Linked DNA regions of Sus scrofa: region 2 is linked to region 1. Evidence: chromatin contacts called from public Hi-C data. All regions are on one chromosome and are shown on one strand. Each heading gives the region's core, a stretch centred on a gene start, on an enhancer-like site or on the middle of the called end of the contact. The rest is flanking DNA. Distances are from core to core; before and after follow the strand shown.

Region 1 (3,689 bases), core at 511-3,010:
TACATTCCAGGTTTTAAGAAGTCCAAGAGAATGAAGCAAAAGCCAGCACGCTTGGTCTGTTTTTCTAAAATTACAGTCCCCTGCAGCCACTATACCCCTTCTCTGTTGTATTTTTCCTAAGCATTTGCCATCTACCATATTACAGTTGATCCTTGAACAACATGGGAATTAGGGGCACTGACCTCCTAAAATGGTAAATCCCAGAATAAATTCTAGTCCATTATCCCTATATATGTTTCTTCATTACAGGTGGTTTTGTATTCATGGGTTGAAACAACCACAGGCCAGATAGTGCAGTATTATGGTATTTATTATTGAAAAAAAATCAGTGTTTTCTTAGACCAGGGCAATTCACACCTGTGTTGTTCAAGAGCCAACTGTTTAGTTTTTTCTCTCCTCACTAAATTATTGTTTTCAAAATGGCAGGAATTTGTTTTCCCTTGATCTCAGCTATATCGCCAAGTCCAAGAACAGTACACACTAATTACAGGGGACTACAATTTAGATGGTCACCAGAAAATGCCTTACTGATGTTTGATCCACAAAGATTTATGTAATAAACATTAGCACGAGGATGCATAGGGTGGGCTGAGTGCCTGACACACAGTAAGTCTCAATAAATTCAAATAATACTAATTGTCAAGGGAGTCCCTGATATCACAGGAGCTGGCTACTTTTATTCCTTTCCTTAGAGGCTCTGTGACTGTTACTGGAGCACCTCACTGACTCCTGTCCCAGTACCAGAGCCCTCAACCCTCACCTGCTTAAGGGCCAGTTCTGACACCACTTATTAAAAGGCATTCTCTGGTATTCACTACTTTCCCTCTAACTCAAATCCTTAGAAACATCTCTGATCCTTTCATACAGATGCCAAGTTCTACCTAGTCCGAGTCACATTAGTAAGTCGCTGTTTGTGAAAGTCACTTTAATCTGGTTCTCATTTTTCATCAGTAAAATGAAAAAGTCATATTAGATGTCCTACTTTCCGGTCTAATATTTTATGACTCTAAGAGCAAAACCCACATTCTTTTTTTTTTTTTTTGTCTTTTGTCTTTTTGTCTGTTGTTGTTGTTGCTATTTCTTGGGCCGCTCCCGCGGCATATGGAGGTTCCCAGGCTAGGGGTTGAATCGGAGCTGTAGCCACCGGCCTACGCCAGAGCCACAGCAACGCGGGATCCGAGCCGTGTCTGCAACCTACACCACAGCTCACGGCAACGCCAGATCATTAACCCACTGAGCAAGGGCAGGGACCGAACCCGCAACCTCATGGTTCCTAGTCGGATTCGTTAACCACTGCGCCACGACGGGAACTCCAAAACCCACATTCTTATACCCTCCTCACAGCTCATTTAGCAATCCTAATGGCAGCTGGTTTCTGCAGTGCAGAGTCTCCGCGAAAGCCCAAGCTACAATGTCGATCAGTTTTGACCAACCCCGCGGAGGTATCAGAAGCAATAAGCGCAGCCACTTTACTTTGGAAACACCTGACCTTACCAAGAAGGCCCGCCCTCCCGGCATTTCCGGCTCTTCCCCAAATTTTCTTCCGGAACACTTTCTCGGGTCTGACTCCACCCCTCCTCCACTCTTTAGAGTCTATTGGCTGTTTCTTTGAGGAAGCGGAGCATTTCCTGACTTTGATTGGTCTCGGTCATTGTTGACGGGTTAGGTACAAACAAGGCGTGCCTGGTCTCCCTGGTAACGCCCTGTCAATAGCCCTGATTGGTCCATATCCTAATCCCAGTTTCCGTCCCAACAGCGAGTGGTTGAGTCCGGCAGCGGGGCGCGGCGGAGGTGGGTGTCGTGTACGGGATTCCCGAGCTGACGTGGCTTAAATTTGGGAGGGGGGCAGCTGGAGCCTCCGGCAACAACCTCTTCCAGGTGAGTGGGGGATACTCCCCAACTCCTCCCTTCCTTGAGCCTTGTAACGGTCACCCCCACCACAAGGCCCGCAGGTCTGCCGAAGCAGCCACACTCGGGTCCCCTCCCTGTCCCGCCTCTCCTGATTTAGTCCTGGATCCGGCCCTTTAATCCACCTTCCTTCATCTACAGGGCCTGGTTCCAATTGTTTACTCGCCGGCTGGCGCCGCCGGATGGTTTCAGGGTCGCCCTACACGGCCTCCAGGCACATATGCACTGTCCGCCCCCTCCTTTGGACTTTTCTCCTCTGGGATAGGCGGAGAAAGGCGCTCGGGTCAGCCCTGTCCGCACAGCCTCGTTCCCTAAGCAGCCTGCTCAGGCCGACCTGTGTACGCAGCAGCCGACGTCGGAGAGAACCTGCCCGGCCCCTCTGCGGTCAGGCCCTAAACAAACTTAGTGTCTGGAAGGGGAGGCGGGAGCCAAACAAATCCAAGGTCTTGAGGGCGGAGATCACAGAAACATTGGCGCTATTAACGCAAATGTGGGTCTGTCGAAGGATCCTGGATCCTGCTACTGAGTTGCTGGGGAGGTTCAGAGAGAGGGATGATCCTTGCAATCCCATTAAGACTAAAATCCCAGGAATCGGAGGGAGGTTATTAGAGGAAAGGGAACCCTGAAGAAAGTTCTGGAGGAAAAAGAATTTGATTTGAAAATGGAGGATGTTTATTCTGCATAACAGGTTGGTGTGTAGGAGTGTTAGGGGTAGATAACCCCCCTCGACAAATGAGGAATATATTTGTCTGACTTGAAGAGTTTCAGTTGGTCTGTGGGGAGAAGACAATTTAAGAGTAGGGCAGAGATATTTAAAGATCGCTGGATAAGTACTTTCACTTTTGGAAACAGTTGGAAGCTTTCCGAGCTTTTAAAGAATCTCACAGTTTTGTGCAAGATAGCACTAGAGAGCTCACTACAGAAAGGCTGGAGGCCTTTTCAGAAGCACGAAGTAATTAAATTTGGATGATCAGAATGATTATGAACTGTCAAAATCAGTAAGTGTTCTTTTGGAAGTGACAGGATATGGTCATGGAATAGATATAGGGAAGAGTTGAAGAGAATTCAAAAATTGCAGACATTGTACACTGACTGTTTCACAGCTTTTACGTTTTATTCTTTGACCATGGAATGACCATTTGATGCTTTCCTCTTTGCTTGTTAAATTTGTTCGAGTACATCAGTACTTTCCAAGTATTTTTAATTGCACTATCAGTAATACATATTTGAGCAACTATCCTCTAAATACTGTATACTCAATTATAAATAATATATGAATAACACTATAAGTATGTAACTTATATAATACACAAAACATATTTAAAAGGATAAAAAAAGTCTTGCTGGAGTTCCCGTCGTGGCCCAGTGGTTGACGAATCCGACTAGGAACCATGAGGTTGCGGGTTCGATCCCTGGCCTTGCTCAGTGGGTTGAGGACCCGGCGTTGCCGTGAGCTGTGGTGTAGGTTGCAGGCGCGGCTCGGATTCCGAGTTGCTGTGGCTCTGGCGTAGACTGGTGGCTATAGCTCCGATTCGACCCCTAGCCTGGGAACCTCCATGTGCTGCAGAAGCGGCCCTAGAAAAGGCAAAAAGACAAAAAAAAAAAAAAAGGTCTTGCCTATTTTCTAGGACACTCCCCACCAAATTTGAAAATCACATAAAGGTGTTTACTTATGTTTTTGAGAAAGTTGCTTCTCTGAAGAATCCTCCTTTTTTTTGGGGGGGGGACCTTTCATTTCTCTGGGATGCAGCCTTTCATAAAAATAATTACTGTTAGGATTA
Region 2 (3,689 bases), core at 596-3,095, 150 kb after region 1:
AGAATTTTTAATCTTTCTAGTTATTTAATTAGCTGGTTAATTCTCATATCTGTTGCTTATATTATTAGTATTTCAAATTACAGTTTTATACAGGCCAAGAAAGTACAAACTAGCCACATTGTTTAGGGGTAACTCTGAGTCAGCCTGTCTGCTTGGTTGCAGCTAAGCCAACATGCCCCCCGTCTTGCTAGGACAGTATCCAAAACACACCTTGAAGACCTTCGTGCCGTGAAAACCCTCACAAAATTAAATGAAGTTAGGCAGTTATACACAGTGTATTTAATTATGCCTGGCCAACAAGCATAATTATAACCTAGACAACTTTGACAGAGTTATGGGATGCGTCTGGCAGTTACAGAGGCAGGCAGGAAGGAACCAGGAGTTAGGGCATCTGGGTCGGTTTCCTTTTATTTGGCATTGGTGCCTTTAGCTGTACACTGCAAAGGTCAGAGTGTGCAGAATCCCTTCTGCGGCACAGGCCATTTCCCAGGATGTCCTTAGCTGAACTTTTAACTATATAACCCTAAAGTGAGGTCCAGGGGAAAACAGGAAAATAAACACTGCTCCCTTATCCTTGCCTAATTTGTACATGCAGCACCGTGCAGTTATGACCAAAGCCAGAAATAATCAATCTACACTTGAAAGTGTTTGATACTTCAGGTATCATTAATCATTTTACCACTGTCCCTCTGGATGAGCAAGTTTCAAGTTTGTAATAATTTTTGGTTTGCATGTCTGTAGAAGTTTTTCAACTTGTAAAATACTTTCACTTTTATTTCATGGGTGCATTTTGGATCAAGAGAGCTGGGGAGGAAAGAACCTTGTGTAGGGAATATTGTTAGAGAAAAACAGGCTTTAAACTCTGTAGGCGGAGTTTATGTAGTATATAGAGTAAACACAATTGTGTTACATGCAACCGGTAGCTGACATAGGGTTTGGAATTTAAAGTACAGGAGAATGACTTGCAGTTAACATAGCAAATGCCAAAGGGGGAAAGATCACAACGTTTGGACTTTAGAAAATAGAAATCCTGGGTTCTGGGCCTCCCACCTATTTCTTCCCCATCACCCTAACCGCCCCCTCCACCCAATCACTACTATATAACTTTAGAGATACCACATAATGTTACATTTAATTGTAGAAAAAGAACCGTGGCTGTTAGAAAGCAGGTCATCTCTTCCTGCTCTAAGATTTTAGATTCAAAGCAGGAGTTTACACATGGCTAGGTCTCATTCTCAGCGCCAACCTTTTCTCCCCCATCATAACTAATTTGCCTAACAACCTTCTGGCTCAGGGCAAAACAGTGATGTGCAGCTCCGTCTCTGTCTCCATGTTCACCACTCTGAATGTCCCCTTCCCAGACCTGCTCACATTTGAAAAGCTTACCTTAATGGCCCGGACTGAGTCAGCATCTGCAGCACCTGCGTCCCTCGGTTGTGAGCAAGTAGATTGCCGAAGATGGCTGGCTGTGCATCAGCTGCAGCAGAGGAGGTAGGGAAAGGAGAAACAACTTCAACAGAAATAGTTCAAGTGTTTCAAAGTTAAAAATAAAACTATATCACAAGGGGCAATGTGACCAGGCTCAGCTTACGATTTTTTCCTTTCCCCTGTATTTATCAACACTGTCTGCTGAAGGGGCAGTTAGCAGGGGAAGCCGGAAGGCAAGTGGGGTTTTATATCAATGGGTTTTCATTCCCTTGAGGAAGAATGAAAATCCTTTAAAGAAGGATCTGTTTTCAAGGCCAGAGCAGCCTCTCAAACTCCTGTGCATGTGGTTGGCAGATCCAGCTGTGCTCGCAGTGGCTGGTGTAGCCCTCTGGACAGGCTGCTGCTCTAATTATAACCATGCTTTTCACCTAAACCCATCACTGGCTGAGGCAGCAACTTGTGCAAGTGACGTGTGGTCCTGTTTCTGTTTCTCCTATTTCTTGTTATGACAAGTAAATGGCTGTCCTCTCCTTTCCTCTGTGGTTGGGAAAGGGAGTTTGTAATTCAGAAATCAGGCATAGATTAAATCCAGTGTGAGAGAATTAGAGGTGGTAGGAGGCTGAGCTATCGCTTAGCCCAACTCTCCCGTTTTACAGATGAGGAGACAGAGATTTAGAGAAAGTAAATTTTTTGTCCAAGTCACTGCTTGCTGATGGAAGAGCCAGAGGAAAGACTACTGTTGTAACTCTCAGGCCAGCTCCCTGCTTCAAAGGAACTCATTCTGCTATTTTCTGAGGAAAGATAATATTTAATTCTGGCTTTGCTAATTTCTAGATATGTGTCTCAGACCAAGTTATGTAACAAATCTCTACCTCAGTTTTCCCAATTGTGAAATGGCACATATCAAGTGGTCAGTGATGCTGTTATTTGAATGTATGGACTGAAAAAATATATGCTTAAGTCTGCTGTAATTAACAGATGCTGAATTCCCCTTTCCTCTGGATTCTTCCCTGCATATATATTCATGTAAAGGTAAACTTATTTGGGGTGAGCAACTAGAGGTTGAAAATCATAAACATTTTGGAATTCCCATCGTGGTGCATTGGAAACAAATCTGACTAGGAACCAGGAGGTTGCTGGTTTGACCCCTGGCCTAGCTCAGTGGGTTAAGGGTCTGGCATTGCCGTGAGCTGTGGTGTAGGTCTCAGACGTGGTTTGGATCCTTGCTGTGGCTGTGGCATAAGCTGCCACCTATAGCTCTGATTTGACCCCTAGCCTGGGAACCTCCATATGGTGCAGGCGTGCCCCTAAAAAGCAAAAGAAAGAAAGAGAGAGAGAGAGAGGGAGACAGACAGAAGGAAAGAAAGAAAGAAGAAAGAAAGAAAGAAAGAAAGAAAGAAAGAAAGAAAGAAAGAAAGAAAGAAAGAAAGAAAGAAAGAAAAAGAAATTGTAAAAATTTTGTATACTGATCTTTGTGTCCTAAAAATTACTGAACTTGCTTATTAGTTCTAATAGTTTTCTTAAGATCCCTTAGGATTTTCTAGATATAAGATCATGTCCTCTGTGAATAAAGATATTTTTACTTATCCCTTTAGGATTTGGATACATTTTATTTCCTTTTCTTGCCTTTTTGCACTGCCTAACTTGTTCCCTGTTTCTGATCTGAGGGGAATAGTATTCAGTCTTTCACCAATAAATGTCGTATTAGCTTGGATTTCTTATAGATGGAGGATTTGATAAGTTTGAAGTTGAAGTGTTTGATAGTTTATCCTAGTTTATTGCATCTTCTTTTTATTGCAGTATAGCTGATTTACAGTATTGCGTTAACTTCAATTGCATAGCATAGTGACTCAGTATTTTTGCAGATTATACTCCTTTATAGGTTATTACAAAATAATGGGTATAATTCCCTGCACTATACACCATATCCTTGCTGCTTACCTATTTTTTGTAGAGTTTGTATCTATTCATCCCATACCTTTAATTTGGCCCTCCCCCTTCCTTTCTTCCCTTTGGTAACCATAAGTTTGTTTTCGATATCAGTGAGTCGGTTTCTGTTTTTCACACACATTTATTTGTATTATTTTTTGGATTCCACATATAAGTCATATCTTATAGTATCTGTCTTTTTCTGCCCGACTCATTTCACTAAGAATAATATTCTCTGGGTCCATCCCTATTGCTGCAAGTGGCAGTGTTTCATTTTGTGTGTACACCAAATCCTCTTAATCCAATCAAATCTAGATAAGCACTTGGGTTGC

What was found. A called contact is a pair of places that touch in the nucleus more often than the background predicts.
Region 2: a contact with region 1 is called in a Hi-C map of fetal heart ventricle, with 2.2 times the contacts expected there. The contact joins the promoter of FBXO40 here to the promoter of GOLGB1 in region 1. A contact is called at or near these places in 2 of 47 Hi-C or Micro-C datasets (fetal heart ventricle and heart right ventricle).

The regions. Positions count from the first base shown.
Region 1 is chr13:138,753,043-138,756,731 of Sscrofa11.1, forward strand. It overlaps GOLGB1 (golgin subfamily B member 1), which reads left to right and starts at 1,761. Exons shown (of 23, transcript XM_021070274.1): 1 at 1,761-1,791.
Region 2 is chr13:138,903,565-138,907,253 of Sscrofa11.1, forward strand. It overlaps FBXO40 (F-box only protein 40), which reads right to left and starts at 1,846. Exons shown (of 4, transcript XM_021070277.1): 1 at 1,387-1,846.